6 separate regions of the Mus musculus genome follow, and all the other regions are linked to region 4. Evidence: chromatin contacts called from public HiChIP or PLAC-seq and promoter capture Hi-C data. All regions are on one chromosome and are shown on one strand. The core of a region is the stretch at or near the end of the contact, and the rest is flanking DNA. Distances in the headings are between cores, read along the strand shown. Region 1 holds the start of Adamts12 (a disintegrin-like and metallopeptidase (reprolysin type) with thrombospondin type 1 motif, 12). Region 2 holds the start of C1qtnf3 (C1q and tumor necrosis factor related protein 3). Region 3 holds the start of Amacr (alpha-methylacyl-CoA racemase). Region 4 holds the start of Npr3 (natriuretic peptide receptor 3). Region 5 holds the start of Pdzd2 (PDZ domain containing 2). Region 6 has its middle 3.8 kb from the start of Gm34444.

What was found. Promoter capture Hi-C pulls out the DNA fragments that hold promoters and counts their contacts. HiChIP or PLAC-seq counts read pairs in DNA pulled down with a chosen protein or histone mark. Capture Hi-C pulls out chosen DNA fragments and counts their contacts.
Region 1: a promoter capture Hi-C map of liver shows a contact between it and region 4, with 4 times the contacts expected there. The contact joins the promoter of Adamts12 here to the promoter of Npr3 in region 4. A contact is called at or near these places in 7 of 39 promoter capture datasets (the 3T3-L1 cell line, HPC-7-derived erythroid cells, liver and 3 more) and 1 of 9 other capture datasets (liver).
Region 2: a contact with region 4 is called in an H3K27ac HiChIP or PLAC-seq map of embryonic stem cells, with 4 times the contacts expected there. The contact joins the promoter of C1qtnf3 here to the promoter of Npr3 in region 4. A contact is called at or near these places in 1 of 115 datasets of contacts at active chromatin or transcription factors (embryonic stem cells) and 1 of 9 other capture datasets (embryonic stem cells).
Region 3: a contact with region 4 is called in an H3K27ac HiChIP or PLAC-seq map of embryonic stem cells, with 3 times the contacts expected there. The contact joins the promoter of Amacr here to the promoter of Npr3 in region 4. A contact is called at or near these places in 9 of 39 promoter capture datasets (the 3T3-L1 cell line, embryonic stem cells, frontonasal cranial neural crest and 5 more), 1 of 484 Hi-C or Micro-C datasets (embryonic stem cells) and 4 of 115 datasets of contacts at active chromatin or transcription factors (astrocytes and embryonic stem cells).
Region 5: a contact with region 4 is called in a promoter capture Hi-C map of liver, with 3 times the contacts expected there. The contact joins the promoter of Pdzd2 here to the promoter of Npr3 in region 4. A contact is called at or near these places in 1 of 115 datasets of contacts at active chromatin or transcription factors (embryonic midbrain) and 1 of 9 other capture datasets (liver).
Region 6: a contact with region 4 is called in a CTCF HiChIP or PLAC-seq map of the NIH/3T3 cell line, with 5 read pairs. The contact joins the enhancer-like site here to the promoter of Npr3 in region 4. A contact is called at or near these places in 3 of 39 promoter capture datasets (liver and pre-B cells), 1 of 15 datasets of contacts at CTCF or cohesin (the NIH/3T3 cell line), 4 of 115 datasets of contacts at active chromatin or transcription factors (the NIH/3T3 cell line, embryonic forebrain, neural tube and 1 more) and 1 of 9 other capture datasets (pancreatic islet).

The regions. Positions count from the first base shown.
Region 1 is chr15:11,063,457-11,066,156 of GRCm38.p6, forward strand. Adamts12 (a disintegrin-like and metallopeptidase (reprolysin type) with thrombospondin type 1 motif, 12) reads left to right here and starts at 1,317. Exons shown (of 24, transcript NM_175501.3): 1 at 1,317-1,701. The coding sequence starts at 1,575.
Region 2 is chr15:10,950,899-10,953,598 of GRCm38.p6, forward strand. It overlaps C1qtnf3 (C1q and tumor necrosis factor related protein 3), which reads left to right and starts at 1,434. Exons shown (of 6, transcript NM_030888.4): 1 at 1,434-1,639. The coding sequence starts at 1,556. All of the region lies in intron 1 of Gm34315 (a long non-coding RNA gene), which reads right to left.
Region 3 is chr15:10,980,504-10,983,203 of GRCm38.p6, forward strand. It overlaps Amacr (alpha-methylacyl-CoA racemase), which reads left to right and starts at 1,253. Exons shown (of 5, transcript NM_008537.4): 1 at 1,253-1,550. The coding sequence starts at 1,307. Gm34315 (a long non-coding RNA gene) reads right to left here and starts at 1,130. Exons shown (of 3, transcript XR_383838.4): 1 at 1,049-1,130.
Region 4 is chr15:11,904,317-11,907,016 of GRCm38.p6, forward strand. Npr3 (natriuretic peptide receptor 3) reads right to left here and starts at 1,358. Exons shown (of 8, transcript NM_008728.2): 1 at 570-1,358. The coding sequence starts at 1,323. It overlaps Gm5144 (predicted gene 5144), which reads left to right and starts at 2,209. Exons shown (of 2, transcript NR_131059.1): 1 at 2,209-2,672.
Region 5 is chr15:12,738,635-12,741,334 of GRCm38.p6, forward strand. Pdzd2 (PDZ domain containing 2) reads right to left here and starts at 1,258. Exons shown (of 26, transcript NM_001081064.2): 1 at 983-1,258.
Region 6 is chr15:11,369,477-11,372,176 of GRCm38.p6, forward strand. No RefSeq gene overlaps it. Among named protein-coding and RNA genes, the nearest start is that of Gm34444, 3.8 kb to the left of the region's middle. Within about 2 kb of position 1,360, at least 16 of the 459 cell types and tissues checked have an H3K27ac peak or open chromatin away from gene starts, as enhancers often do. A contact at or near this core is called in the NIH/3T3 cell line and pancreatic islet, where this site is marked.

The DNA of each region.
Region 1 (2,700 bases), core at 67-2,566, 840 kb before region 4:
CTCCTGCTCTGTGACATTCTCTCAATGAGGAGAAAGTGAGTATCTGAATGGATACTCCAAACACACACACATACACACACACACACACACACACACACACACACACACCACACATACCACACACACATACACACCACACACACACACATACACACCACACACACATATACATACATACACACACACACACCACACACACACACCACACACACATACCACACACACATACACACACACATATACACACACACACCACACACACACCACACACACACATACACACATATACACACACACACCACACACATACACACACATACACACACACATACACACACACACACCACACACACACATACACACACACACATACACACACATACACACACACATACACACATACATACACATACACACCACACACACACATACACACACCACACACACATACATACACACACACCACACACATACACACACATACACACACACACACCACACACACACACATACACACCACACACACATACACACACACACTCATACACACACATATACACACACACACTCATACACACACACACACACACACACACACACACACACACACACACACACACACACTGCTGCAGCTGCCACTGCCTATGCTCAAGGCCTTCCCCTGTTGGGGCTGAAATCTTTCTGCATGTTGCTAGTGTGCTGCTGGTGGAGGTATTACAGAGAGAGGGTAGGATTTGAAAAGAAAGCAGGCACTGACCTATAGCCACAGAAGGCCTCTCAAGCATTTGATCCACGTACCCCTTCCTGCAGAGGAAGAGACTTGTCCAGGGTCAAGACAGCAGATTAGCTTGGATCATTTCCTGTGTGACTTGGCAAAGAGAAAAAAATTGCTTATTAGTTGTTAAGTGGAAATCTTAGCCTGCCCTGGAAGAAGAGCACAGAGGTTGCTAGAGGGTGGGGAGTCTTGACAGAATAGGGTACATTCAGGGTCTGGGAGGAGCTAAGAAGGATGCTGAGTAGGGTCCCCTCTGGCCCATAACTCACTATTTGTAAGTACATTTCATCCTGTGTAAAGGAGATGGGGGGGGGGGCGTGTTGTCCTAGGAGCCTCTGACGGCTCTTACTCTAGTTTCTTCCTGGCCAGCTGTCTAGGGTCTCCCCTATTTGGCCCGCATGCCCAGGCTCTGAGCCCGGAGGGAGGAGCTTGAGGGAGGAGGGCGTCCCCAAGGAAAATGTGTTAGCTGGCTGGAGGCCTGTCGGGTGGGGAAGCAGAGGGGTGGGGATCTGGGGTGGGCTGAGCCCCTTGGCTCTGACCCAGTCCATGCTCTGGCCCGCAGGAAGAAGAAGCTGTCAGCTCATTCACTCCCCTTTCAGGACAGGGAGAGAATAAAAGCTCTCTGGTCCCATCGGCTTCAAAAAGCCACTAGAGCCTCCTGGTCAGCTTGCGGGCCGCTCCCTTCCCATGCTTGGACCATGTTCTCGGGCGTCTTTCTGTGCGGACACAGGCGAGGACTGGATATCTGCAGCTGAGAGCTAAAACTTTTAAAACTTTTCTTCTCCCCAACAACTGAACCATGCCATGTGCTCGGGGGAGCTGGCTGGCCAAGCTCTCGATCGTGGCTCAGCTTATTAATTTTGGGGCTTTTTGCCACGGGAGACAAACTCAGCCCTGGCCGGTTCGCTTCCCAGACCCGAGGCAAGGTTAGTGGCTTTTCTTTATTTGTTTTTCTAACAGTGGAGTAGGACAGTGGAACTTGGTCTGTTCCCTTCCCCCACCAGGCAGGGCTGAACTCTAAGCCTTCTGGCCTGTCTAAGGAAAACTGCTGTGTGCTCAGGCTCGGATTTCCTTCTCTCCTAGGGCTTAAGGGTGCACACTCAGGGGTGACACCCTGCTTGGAAAGACCCAAGAGTACGCTCGCTCCCCGAGCCCCTCCCCTCCACTTTCCGCTTCCCCCCTTTGCAGACTGTGACATGGGAAATTATTTTTAATAAAGAGACCCAGCTGGTCACGGACAGTCATGGCAAATGTTTCCTTCATTTAAAACTTCATTTTAAGTCTGGAAGGTAGAAATTTTATTCTGGCCTCCTGCTGAGCACACTTGGCTGTGTTTTGGTTTCCTGGAAAGATTTAGGGTTTTGTTTTTTTCAAATGACATTCCTACTGGGGAGAAATTTGCCTCCTGGGGACTCCCGGTTGTCTGTCTTGCTTTGCAGAGTTCCAGGACAGCCAGGGCTACACAGAGAAACCCTGTCTCGAAAAAAAAAAAAAAAAAAGACTTTTCTCTGTCTAAATTTAGTGACGCATGCGTGTATTCTGAAAGAAAGCACTGGGAGACCGTGAAGATGGTTTATATTGGAATTCACTCCTCCTATTAGTATTGTTGTGGGGTCGTCATCATCTTCATCCGTAATGCCCAGGCCAAAGTGGTGCCGTTGCCTTTGTTTGTTTGTTTGTTTGAAATTGAACCTAGAAGAGTTTCATGTTCAGAGAGGACTACAACTTCAAGGTGTTGTCAGAGCAGGGGGGCTGGGAGGCTTGGAGAGATGGGGAGTGTATGAGCTCCGGGATGGCCTGCCAGCCCCTCCCACTACTGACAATGTCCTTCTGGGGTTCTGGTACTATGGCTACCATGCCTAGTTTACAAATGGGGACACTGGAACTTGGGGACCTTATGAGCTTAACTATGAAGCACATTCTTG
Region 2 (2,700 bases), core at 184-2,683, 950 kb before region 4:
GGCTGTTGTCCTTCAGAACTGCCTCCTGGTCTGTGGAGGAGATCCCTTGGGGTGGAAGACAACTGAGACACAGCTGGTACACTGGTGGACTGGGTTATCTCTGCCTAGAAGGTGAGAATGACCTACTTTGATTAGTTATGACCCCTAGCCCCCTATTGTGACCTAGGGAGCTTTCTTTCATGGGAAGACTATCACTGAAGCCCAACACTTTCTTTGGATTCATGTGGGTTCTGGAGACAGTTGGTCAGGTGAGGAGTTTCAGGAGTGACCGAGGTAGTAATTGTCACTTTGGCCAGTTCAGGGGCACCGTATGGCTCTCAAGCTCTATTTGCTAGGAACAGGGCAGCGGTACAGTTCCTCCCTCCCTCTCTCTGGCTGCCCCACCTGAAACTATGATTTCTTCATACACCATGATTGTTTTCTAGAGCTGCTCTGAAGCCCCAAGAATCAGGCACTAACCCATTCATCCTCCATAAGAGCTCTGGATCACAGAAAGCCTCAAGGGGCAGGGGTGAGGCTGATAACCTTCTGACCAGAGGGTAGTAGTGATCTATAAATCAGAGCAATTTAAAGAGCAATACATGTATAATCACAAAGAGGTTAGGAGTATCCTTTTGTTCTTTGGTTTAATCGGTAAAAGCACAGGAACGGTAACAAATGATAGAGTTCTCTCAACCTTGAGCTATTTGGAATGGTATATTTGGTTTGGTGTTTCCCATGTCTCTCTCGTTTTGGGCAGCAACAATCCATGGGTAGAGAGCAGCCAGAGGAGTCTCTTAACAAGAAAGTAGGTTGTATTTCCATCTAGCAAGAACTTAGATGCAAGAAACATCTGGTTTCTAATGTTGGCTCGTAGAGACGCAAAGGAGAATATGGAGCTTAGCATGGGGGAACTATCTTGGTCAAAGTCAGCCTTTACCCTTGAACTCAGGTCAGTCTTTCCCAGTCACCATCTGTAGGCTGCTGCTGGTATCTGGAAGGGAGAATGAGTTGCTTGCAGTGACCCAAAGTGCAAAATTGTGATCTGCACCGTGCAAAAGCAAGACCTCCCTCCATGGCCTTGAATGGGATCCTGCTGTGATTGCAGGAACTGATACAGTCTGAGCCGCATTCCCTGGCAAGCTCAATGGTAGGTTTTTCCAAGAGTCGTTTTAGACCACAAAGGCACAGCCTTTCCACGTCTAATCACGAAGGCAAGCCACTGGACACACACACTCTGTTTCCAGCCGGCTGTGTACATTTTCTCCACTCTTACACAAAATAACATGCCAAGGTGAGACATTTATGAACCCCACCAACTGGACGCCGTGCACACAGACTGTCTTGCCTGCGGTGCAGGAATGTGATGAATGAGAGCTGCTCTGTCTGGGAGGAGAGCCGCTGTCACTCTGGCATGACTGCAGCCTTATTTATTACACACCAAAGAGTATAAAACCACACAGCCGGCTGCAGCTCTCATCTCCAAACCTGGCATTTGCCTGAGGCGACCACGGTACCTCCAGCCCCTGTCAAGCTTCCCTGCGAGACTCTTGTCGATTTGCCGATTTGCCGAGCCATGCTCGGGAGGCAGCGCATCTGGTGGCACCTGCTGCCTTTGCTTTTCCTCCCATTTTGCCTGTGTCAAGATGAATACATGGAGGTGAGCAGAAGAGCTAATAAAGCGGTGGCCAGGATAGTGCAGAGCCACCAGCAGACTGGCCGTAGCGGCTCCAGGAGGGAGAAAGTGAGAGAGCAGAGCCAAGCTAAAACTGGGACTGTGGATAATAACACTTCTACAGACCTAAAACCCCTGAGACCAGAGGCGCTTCCGCACCCTGAGGTAGAGGACCTAGCCCAGATCAACCCATTCTGGGGCCAGGTACTCAGAATTCTCTTCTAAGGATTTCTTTGAAAACTTAATGACTGAGGTTGCTGTTGTCTTAACTAAGATTCTTAGGATTGGTGCCTGTGAGCAGTTTGATGGGATGTTTGGGAGCGTCTCTGGGTTGTCTTGGGTTTCCACAGGGACTCCTAGTTGCTGGTATGATGTGCTGGGATAGAGAGGCCAGAGCACTTTTCCATGGCAACAGGGAGCCAGAAGCAACAGTTTCCTTTTGTGTTGGGACTTTTTTCTTTCTTTTTAAATTTGCTCTGTTGATGTAGAGAACTTGTGCTGACCTATGCGGATAGATGCATTGCTGGAGATAATGATTTGCTGCTTCTGAGGTCTCCCCAGCGGGAGAAGCTGCCCTTTGCCTCTGCCTGCTTTACTTGGACTTGGGAATTTTCTGTACCATTTCTCGCCAGTTTTGTTTATTTGTTTTGGAGCAGTCTAGGTTGCTATGGCTTCTTGTTTGACATTTTTTTTTTTGAGTCAAAACAGAATTAAAGCATTAAAAGGAAAGGAAGCAAAAAAAAAAAAAAGACAGTATATTTAAATTACAAGCTGTATTGTGTCATACAATGTTTCTGGATGACAAAACCTGATTTATTTGTTGGGGCAGAAGCTCAGCATCTCAGGATATTTCTTTAACTCTTTTAGGTAACACAGGGATGAGTAAAGGTTTTGGTGTAGTAAGTTACAAATCAGCAAACTTCAGTGTGATCAAAAGCAGCAAAAACAGGAAGAAACTTCTTTGTACTTAGCACCTAAGCATGAAAAAATGCTGAAGTTAGCTGGAAAGGGAAGAAGGGTTCCTTTAGATTGCATGATCTTTGAAG
Region 3 (2,700 bases), core at 3-2,502, 920 kb before region 4:
GAAAAGATCTGCAGTGTTGAGATCTCCTATCACACAGTCTGCTTTGCGGGGGGCTTCTGGATAACTCACTACTCTGGGAGGATTTGTAAAACATTATGCTGGCTAAGACTTGTGATTCATGTGTACATGATCCTGTATGTAAGCTTAAGTCATTCAAGCCACATCTGTACCACTGTTTTTTTGTTTTTGTTTGTTTTTTTTTTTTCAGAAAAATAGAAAGGCAGCAACCCTGATAAAATGTTAATGTCTCCATGTGGAAGTCAGCCATACCTTTCCATGAGATTTTTCCATTCCAGTTTATCAAAATGCAAAGGAAATAATAGGACAGAACAAGGCTGGAGCAAGGGTAGGCACTTGAGACAGCATCAGACAAGCAGAGAGCATTAGGGACCATGTGGAAGTTGTCTGCCTTTACCACGAGGCTGCTCATTCTGAGAGAGCACAGACCCCTTTCCCTGAAATATCTTAAAACTCAGTAGCTGGTTAAAAGTGTTTTGGCTACAACTATGTAGCATTTCGCCTTTGCTTTTATTATCTTCCTCACTTGTTAAGAATGGGTATGGGAGATTTCTAGCATTCAAGTCTGGCTCTATTCAGTTTCCTAGAGCTGCATCTGGCTACCTGCAAGCTCCCCCCATTACTAAGGGAAAAAGGACCTGTAAATGAGGATGGAATATTTGTGATTATTTTGTTGCATTTTAAAGGCTGAAAAAAGTTTCTAACTCAAAATTGTAACTGTCCGTAAAACTGACAGCTGACAAACCAAACTGACTTCTAAAACTCTCCCATTTAACCTGAGATGAATAATTCTGATATCCCAGACTCTTCTAAATGCTGGGATTATCCGCGTGCACAACACCGGCGTTTTAAGCGGTGCTGGACTCCGCGCACGGATTTAGCAACTGGTCTACACCCCTGGCCCTATGGGCATCTAGGAGAGGTTTCAAACAGTTGCAGGATGACAACTAGTTTTCAGGGCGGCGAGGGAGACACCCAGTGGTTGCCTTCTTACATTGATCTAAGGAGTTGAGTGCCTTTAATCACTTACTGGGGGGTGAGGGTAGCGATTCAGGTGGCTCGATGAAAGTGTCCGAAGAGGACTCGCACAACATGGGGTCAAGGACACAACTCATGACCTAAACCAAAGTTGAGCAGCTAAACCAACTGATCCAATGCTAGGGTGGGCAGGAAGTGCGCAAGCGCGCAGCCTTCCCGGACGGGGCGGGGCGAGGCGGGGTGCAGGGGGCGGGGCAGATAAACTGTGGCTCGGGCGCCGAGCCGCTCCGCTCTCACCCTAAGGCTGGCCATGGTGCTGCGTGGCGTCAGGGTTGTGGAGCTGGCAGGCCTGGCCCCGGGGCCGTTCTGCGGAATGGTCCTGGCGGACTTCGGCGCCGAGGTGGTGCGCGTGAACCGGCTGGGCTCCACGGGCGAGAATTTTCTGGCCCGAGGCAAGCGCTCGCTAGCGCTGGACCTGAAGCGCTCTCAGGGAGTCACGGTGTTGCGGCGCATGTGCGCACGCGCGGACGTGTTGCTGGAGCCCTTCCGCTGCGGTGAGCCCTGCGGTGCTGCGAGATGACATTCCCTCCTGCCCGATTTCTCCCAGCTTCTCTGACTCCTTCTTAAGACTTTTAATTTGCTTGATTCCCCCCCCCCCAGATTTGCCTTTATTATTTGGAGGTATTGAACCGTACGAGAATCTAGTGCAAGAGATAGACTGAAAAGCTTCACATAGGAATAGAGTCATTGACCCTTTGATATGTGATATACCCATGCTCTAAAGCCATTCACAGACCATGGTTAACCTTTCTCTAATTGCTGGTATTTCCAAGTTCCAGCTTCAAGATCACCTCATTTACTTTGGGCCATATGAAAACATTGTTTTAGTGCTCTGTAGACAAACGACCAATTTGTTAACAGTATCAGTTTTGAGCACTTGCATGCTTGGTGGCATGCACCTCCATCCGACTGTACATTGGTATTTGCAACTGTCACAAACCCTGAACCAAATCTGAAGGCATTCCTTCTGTATTAGCTCAGAGAATCCATTCCAACCAGCCCCTTACTAATATTGCCTGGTAGATACCAGGACGACAGTAAATTTGACAATAAGTGGGACGGGAGTGGGTGTCTAGGCATATTTATATTTAACTCTTTTAGTTCTCACAAGCATATCTGAGGACAGTACTGTAACATTTAAGATTATGTCACAATGTAAAAATGCTCCAATTGAAGATGAGGGTGGGTCAGTGTGATTAGTTTCTTCAGTTGACTCTTAATTCTGACAACTTTCACCAAAATCACAACAAACACTGTTAGTATCACTTGCAAGAGTGTGTTTTTGGTTTGCCCCGTAAAAGGAATTATTCCCATCTTTGATTCGTGCTCTCTTTAAAAACAAAACTGATAGGTTAGGGTTATTTTTCTGCGTGTGAAACGAGCCAGTTCAAGCCAGATTAGATTATATTAAAGGCAGGTTTATTGGGAAGCTCCTCTCTAGCAGTTCACTGGCCCTAAGGACCAGGGAAGTGTCCATGGGGAAAGGAAGGATAGGGAAGGAGAGAGAAAGAAAGGTCATAGGGGGGGGGGGAGGAAGAGGAAGAGGAGGAATGGGGAGCTTAAAATGTCTGGATTGTATAGAGAAGAGCCTCTTGGGGAAGAGCAGCCCAGGTCTGGGATGGAAAGTTCAGGGTTGGGGGCTGG
Region 4 (2,700 bases), core at 108-2,607:
TGTATCGAAGCTTGTAAGACACTAGAAAGGGCATGGAAGGAATCTAAAAGGAAGGCTTTAAAAAGAGACCTAGGGTCAGTGGAAAGAGCAGCCAGGGGAGCCAGGAGATGCGTCCCAACCCCCAGCTAGTCAAGAAGCTGCGAGACTGCTGGGGCGTCCCCAGACGCTGTGGCCCTGCCAGGGGGCGCGCGACTGCAATGGACAGAGTAGGGAATTCCTGGAACTCACGGGACTCCGGAGCTGTCGAAGAGGGGGAAAACCCTTGGTGTTTAGCCACACCTGTCATACCTGGGATGGCGCTAGCAAGCGGCTCAGACGTTCCCTCGACTGGCCAGATCCACCTCCCCGAGACTGTGTAGGCACACCCCTTCCACCGCGATGGGCTATCCTCCACCCGTCCCTGGATCAGGCAGCTCACACTTGGACAAGCCCCCGCGCGACCTCCACGGGTCCTTGGGTTACGGGGAAGGGTGGGGTCTGCAGAAGATTGACTTGGTGGGGTTTGGGGGAGAGCCACTGAGAACCGCTGAGTCAGAGCCAAGGACCCCCCTGGTCCCGCTCCCGCTCACCTCGCTCGCTGCCTTGGATGTAGCGCACTATGTCGTCCAGGTCCAAGTCTTTGGTCTCGTCGAAATTGTAGGCAGACGTGTGCAACCCCTCCTCCTGAAAAACCTCGTGGACCCCCTCGAGGGTGAAATAACAGTTCCTCTCGAGTTTGTCGTCGCTGTAGACCAGGGCTGCACGGCTCCAGTGGTGGTGGCGAAACAGAGCGAGCATCATCTCTCCCATCTTGGCGTAGGCAGGCGCCACGCGCGTGAGGTGCGAGTATTCCGTGTCCTTGTGCTGGAAACCGGCGGCCAGCGCTCCTGCGGACAGCATCGGCAGGTCCCAGTGAGACGCCAGCCGAGCCACCGGCGCCGCCGCGTACTCGCACACGGGCCCCAGGATGAGATCCGGCTTGGCGCCGCGCGCCGCCGCCACGCGGTCCACAAGACTGAAGAGCGCGCGGTTGCCGCAGTCCGAGTCTTCGTAGGCCACCTGGAAGCGAGTGCCTGGCGGCAGCAGCTTCCTCCCGGTGCCATTGCCCTCCACGCTACGCAGCGCGTACTCGATGGCCGGCCTCACCCGGGCCAGCGAGAACAAGTACGAATCGTCCCGGGGCAATAGAACAAGCACCTCGATCTTTTGAGCCGCCAGCGCCTCTCTCGCCCGGCGCCTGCTGCCTGGCCGGGTGTCCCCGGCGCCGCTGCTCGCGCCGCCAGCCAGCAGCACCCGGGCCAGCAGCACGCACGCCGAGAAAGTGAACAGCAGCAAGGACCGCATCGTGTTGCCAGCAAGCGCTCGCCCTGGCCGCCGGCTCGCCCTCTGCCCCCCACCCACCCTGCCCTTTTCCTCCCAGCTCTTTTCTTTCCTCTGTCCCTGCGCCCCCTTGGGCGCTCCAAGAAAACAGAATACCCCCTTCAGTAACTCGCCAAAAGATAGGAAGATTCCTCTACAATGTCCCTAGGTTTAAAAAATAAAAAAAAAAATTTTAAAGCAAAGAAAGAAAGAAAAAAGTTCACAGAATGTAAACCTGTGCGTCTGTAATATACATATAGACTTATTATCAATATATATATTCTCCCTCCCTTTGCACATAGGCTATTTGGCTTAGAGGTGGCTTCTTATTTGGGCGTTGCTAAGGTTGCGTTTGAAGGCCTTATTTGTAAAAGAAAAAAAAAAGTTAAACTTGTCCAAGTGCTTGTAATTGACGGTGCACCTCCTTCGCGTTTGATCCCATTGATTCGCGCGGCTTTCTGGATCCATAGCCGGGGTTTAAATAGCGTGGCAGCGGCGCAGCGCGTTACCACACATGGCGCGCCGAGGCCGGGCTTGTCTCTGCAACGGGTGGGGTGGGTGGGGGTGGGGCGGGGTGGGGGCTGGGCTGGGGGAGCCTCTCATTAACATTCTTACATCAGGGCTCCTCCCCGCACCCCTGGCCTACTCGCGGTTGCCGGGTCCCTAAGCCCCACTAGTTGCCGGTGCTCAGATTTGGCCCAAAGCCGCAACCGCCCACGTCTACACCCGCGGGAGACCTCGCGGCACAGCGTTACTCTAAGGTCCCCGCCTCTCCCTGGCTCCGCTTTCTCCAACCCCAGGATTAAAAAAAAAAAAAAAAAAAAAAGTGTATATATGTTTGAAAGAAATGAGTGCGCGCACATACACAAAGCACACACTCATACACACACACTGCAAAAACGAAGGGGAAATGTTTCTCCAAATTGGTGGCTTCCTTGCAAAACTCCATAGACTCTCACCTCTTTTCTTGATCTGGCCACGTTCTGTCTGGGTGCGCCCAGTCCTGTCCCGCACCTGACCTTTCTGGTCCCTGGAGCAAGGTCGGGGAACAAGGAACAAGGTCCTGGTGCAGGAAAATTCATTTGCAGAGCTGGTAAGCCCATCTGGCCTGCACGGTGTCGCACCGCTCCTTCCCCCACCCGGCGTGGGTGCCCTCCTCCCTCTGGGCTGCTGGGACACGCTAGAATCACAGTGGGCGCAGCGTCACCGTGTCCCAGTGCGCAGCCCCTCCGCGGGGTCACTGAGACCAGAAAAGCGAAACTTGTTGCTTCCGATGTTGGATAAATGATTCCGCTCCAGGAAGTGTCGCGGAGCTTGAAAAGCATCACCCTAAGGTACTATTTGCTAAACCAGGCAACTAAA
Region 5 (2,700 bases), core at 8-2,507, 830 kb after region 4:
CCTATCGCCCAAGCCTGGAGCAGAGATGAATGTGGGAGGTTCCTCCCCCCCCCCCCCCCCAAGAGAAGTGCTGTGAAGATTCAGGGGTGTGTCTGCAAGAGAAACTCACTTTCTTTGGTCACTCCACAACCACTTAACCTTCAGGAGCTTCATTGTGACTTGTCAAGCAAAACCCATGGAAGAGGCAAGCCCCAGCTCAGGCCTCCACAATGCCCAAATCTCCAGTATATGCCTGGACTCTGGAATGCCCCAGTGTCCGACTTTCCAGTGTTTGCCACCAGCACATGCCAGACCTGGTGTGACTCCAGGGTCCCTTATCAAGAGCTATGCAGAGAGCAGGGCTGCTGAAGGGCCGCTGGTAAACTTCTGTCCAGGGTCCTAGATGCTCCCCCCACCACAATTCAGTCTTGTGCTTCATTGGGAAAGGCGGGCAGGTGGTTTTTTTTTTGGGGGGGGGGACTTCAGGAAGAAATACTTTCCTACTGGAACATCCCTTATCTCCCTGGCAGATGACATTAAACCCCCAAAGATGCCCTTGCTCTTCATGCGGACTCTTTCTCGCGCCACTTAGTGGGCAGGGGGGTTAGCGAGAGATGAAGCGCGGGAGGATGGTCCTTAAAACAGTAACTGGCTAAGGTAGAGAGACAAACCAACACACTGGGATAAGGATTCTTGGCCCGATTTAGGCGTCCCAGGCAAGGCGCCTCCGGTTATCCCGCTGTCTCCATCTCGCTCCGCCCAACCTCTCTCCTCCACTGTGCCCCTCTTACCTCCCACTAGAAGGAAGAGGAGTTTGCGCCACCTAACGCGGGGACCCACTTGGGTGCCCTCACTCGCCTCTTTGCTTGAACTGGGATCCCCACACCCGATTGTCACTGAACTTTCTCCAGCGCACACCGTCTTGGGGTTATCGAGCTCAGCTACCCCGCTAGCCCACCCGAAGCCCCACCCCCGTCGCGGCTGCGGCGCCAGGTCTCTTCACCTGTTCGCGGATCGGCGGAGGCTCGAGCCGCTCCTGGAGCGTCCAGACTCAGGCGCCGCCCGGCGGTGCCGGCGCAGCTACCGCCGCCCCTGCCACCACCACCACCGGTGCTGTTGCCGCGCCTGCCGGGAGAAGCCGCGCCGCAGGGGTTTGCTGGTTGCCGCCGGAGGCGCGATCCCGAGCGTCTTGCGATCGGTGGGGCGCTTGGAGGGCGCCCGCCGCAGCCGCCCCGCCGCGTCCCACTGCCCGCCGCTAGTACGCACTGGCGCTGGGAGTGAGCTTCTCGCTGCGCAGCGCAGGGATGCTCCGAGCCTCCAGAATGGGCGGGGATTCCTTCCCTCTGCTGGATCCGAGGGGCGGGAACTACCTTCCCGGAGTGACAGGCCCAGGGGGCGGGGATTCCCCTGCAGGAATGACAAGGTGGGCGGGGATTCCCCCGAGCAAGCCCCTGAGCGGGGAGGACCGCTCTCCCAGGGAAACAGCAGTCCTAGTGCGCCGGCTTCCTGGGGATCCTGGGAGGAACCGATCCAGGGAGACTGCGGCTCAGAAACGCCATGTAGGCAGGGCTTGGGGCGCCATCTAGGTGGAAGAACTAGAGCTAGGAGGTTTAATTTCCTTTTGCATAGCACTTAACATAGCACATAGCGGAGAAAAATGTCAATTGCCTTATCAGAGATTGGGTGGGGAGGCCCAGGGAGACCGGAGAAAAGCCAACCATCCATCCACTGGCCTCTGGTCCTTAGGATACTTAATATAGTCTTGGTATGAGCATTCCTCGGGAGAGAGAACCTCTTTGCGTCTTAAGAACCTCAGAGCTGTTAATCCTTCAATTAAGCCGCTAGAGGAAATTCCATGGGCCCCAGGATGGAGGATTTGGACGTTGTGAACCTCCTTCTGAGTGAACCTCAAGAGCTAAGGCCAACTGCCCTTCGTTTTATTCCAGGTCACTGGGAAAACGGGAGCCTCTAGCTTTTTGGATGCTTCATCCCACAGATTTTCAGGAAGTCTTCAAATATTTTTGGTTCCCTTTTTTTTTTTTTTTTTTTTTTTGTCATCCTTGTCATTCTGCCTACCACAGGGAGAGGACGATAAGAACATAATAGGGAGACCGCACGGCTCTGCAAATTAAGCTCTCTTGAGAGGAAAAAGCTGGTCTTTTTCAAGTGCTGGCAGATAAGGGTAAAAACATAGGAAAAATTACAAACCTCGGGATCATGAGTTGGTGAATAATGCTTTTGACATTTTCTGCAGAACAGTAATTGGAAATCTTTTGCTTTGAGGGAGGTGAGGATACGTTGGAGCATGGCTAGGCTCTAGATTTGCCCAGCAAAGCATTAAGAGCTGCTCTCTTGGAAGAGCAGCTACGTCACCTGCAGCCCTCATGGAGTGTCCCTCAGCACCAGAGACCAGAGTAGACCCAAGGCGTTTCTAGATAGTATTTTCAGCAAGTGTTGGGGTTCTTGGATTCAGCTTTTCCTTGGCGTTTATAATTCCCAATCCACAGAGATCAATGTCTATACAAATCCAGGCCTGGGTATTATAAACGGCAGTCTTCACCGCCTGAAAGCTTCTCCTCCTGTCTATAGAGAAAACCCTTACCATGCAGAACGGAGCAGTGGATTGTTCTGTGTAGCGCTTAGGAGGTGTTCAATGAAATAGGCACCATTGCCTAGAAAGGTGTTATTAGGATGCCACTAAAAATCCTCCCACAATTATGC
Region 6 (2,700 bases), core at 110-2,609, 530 kb before region 4:
GGAGTCAGTAGTGGATGCAAGCTGTCAATTCAAGTGCTCTCGCTCTCATTGGCTGATCATTCTCATTATTGTGACCAGAGAGCTTGAACCCAGTCTTTTATTTACTAAAGGGTCATCATCAAAGCTTTAACCATCATTAATCAGTTTTTATAAATCCTTTAATTTACTTACGTTCTAAAAGTCCCGGATCACTATCCCTCAACCTCAATTCCTTAAAATAGAAACTAAACACAAGGGAAAAGCACATTTCCCTGTAGTCTTTACACAGACTGTTCTTCATGGGTAGCTGGGCACAGCACTTGTGGTTTCCTGGTACAGCAGGCAGCAGTCATTACAGTAGCTATTTTCATGAAAGAACAGAAAGGTAACAGACTACTGAGGTTAAAATAATTTCTTACAATGTTTCAAAAATTATGTAAATAAGGCAACTAGCTCTCTCTATCTCTCTAAGCATTGTCATCTCCTCCAAGTAGCTAGGAGAACAAAGTACGAACTTTTTACATGCTTGTATAGCATCTTTTAATTCTCTACTCTTTGTTTACTTATCATAGCCATTCCATGGACTCATGTTCAAAATCGACAATCTCTCCATAAACAGTTAGTTCACTTGCCCACTGTCCTCTTTCATTAAGCCATACTGTCCTTCTATTTGTTTCTAGATCATATACAGGCCTTTCTGCTATAAGATAAACCATTCTATCATTTGCTTATTTATTGTTATTGTTGTTGTTTTGGTTTGTTTTTGGTTTTGTTTGTTTGTTTTTATAGATTCCTCCTTCTTTTCTTATCCATACTTTTTCTTCTTCATACTACTTTAACTCTCTATCTTTGATGTTCCCAAGTTCACTCTGGTTAATTAATGCAGCAGTCATTGGACCAGAGGACGCGTATCTCCTTATATAATTCCAAATTTAAGGTCAAGTCACATAATGAGCAATTTCTATTAAGGGCCATCTTGGTCTCTATGGCCTCCGTGGTTATGTTGTCTAGATCCTTCCCATGACTCTAAAGGCCAGGAAGAAGGCCTGTTCCTCGTCTCCCACAGCCCCATGACCACCACCTTTCCTGAGAATTGCATGTTTTGTTTATTATGGAGTGATTAGCTCTGAGTAATGGGGGAGATATATTCCCCAGAAAGAGAGATTGAAAGTAAAACAAATAGAAGAAAGAGCAGATCAACCTCAGGGCAATAGCAGCCATTAATACACATGGGGATCTACAGCTTGATGATGCTCCAGGGGCAGGAACTGTCACGTTCCCCCTTACGCAGCCGTGCCAGACTCCATGCCCCCTTCTATGCATCTACAGAGAGATTTGTGCTATAGTTCTGTTCCCCTGGAGAGCCCTGACTAATACAGTGAGCGACTGGGCATCTGGACAGAGGAGCAGTCATTGCATCATCTCCCCAGCTAATGCAGCTGTACTTCCTGGAACTTCTGTCCATCTGGATGAAACATTTTGATTACTCTGACAAGTCTGCATTCTTCATGGGCCTTACACTAATTCATCTCAGTTTTTCTTACCAAATTAAATTGCCCTCGTCATGATTGTGGTCGAATGGTAATCACACCTTGAAGGGTTAGGGCAGTCCAGGCTATCTAAATGGGGCTTCCTGCAACACTATCCATTGGGAAAGTAACCAAAGTCCAGATATCTACCCCGCAACCCAGAGCTCTAGATTAGTGGCCTTTGCAAGAGTATGATACCAAAAGATCTTTAAGAAAGGGAGTGGCTAAAGAGTTCTTGATGGGAGCCGTTGATGGGGTGCTTTCCTTGAAGGAGATTGACTTTTCAATGTCAAGAAAAGATGCAATAGAAAGAGACCTTGACGCCCACCCATACCAAGGAGCTGCTGAGCAGGTTGTTGCTGGGTGAGGGAATCATTCTTCTCTGATGCTGTGGACAGTGGTAGGTTTCCCATGCCTCATTGTCAGGCCCTACAAGTATGGACCTATGTGCAGTACCAACTTAGTGGGTTATTGCATAAACAAACACATGAACTTGAGAGGGGTGTGATGGGGATCTGGGGAGGTTTGAAGAGAGAAACGGGATATAATAGTTTTTCATCGTGTTCATGTATGACGTTTTCAAAAATAAAGTAAAGCTTCTAAAGAAATAAATGCCAGTTAAAGACTAAAAACCAGAAGTTGAAAATTAATCCCTAATGTCAGTCCTAAAAAGACAGTGACTTACTGGCTTAAGTAAGAGGCTGTCCTCTGACTGTGGCTATGTGGCTAGAAAAAAAAAAAAGAACATTAATGACCACTAGGAAATGATAGGCATATGAAACTCAAGTGTCAAGTGAACTCAAAAAAGAAAGATGTCTCACTGTAGAATTTTGTGAGCCACAGTGTCTATATTTCCCATGTGAAGTAACTGTTTTGTTTTTCTGCTTCTATAAGTGGAATAAATCGTGTAAGGACCTTGCTAAAAATAATTTTCAGAGTTCTGTCCCAAATATTAATTTTTCATGTCAAGGATCAGCCTATAATTTGAACAAGAATATTAAGTGATTTAGAAATGGCAGTTTAAATGTCCACCATTTGAAAAGCATTTCAGAAGAGCCTGAGCTTTGCCCAGCCTCCTCCCTTTGCCATCCCAAGGACATCTCGTTGATGTAATCTTTCTAACTGAATTCATAGTCAGTGACCAACTTGATGCTATGTCCGTTTCACAGCAGTGGTCAAACCAAGGATTGTA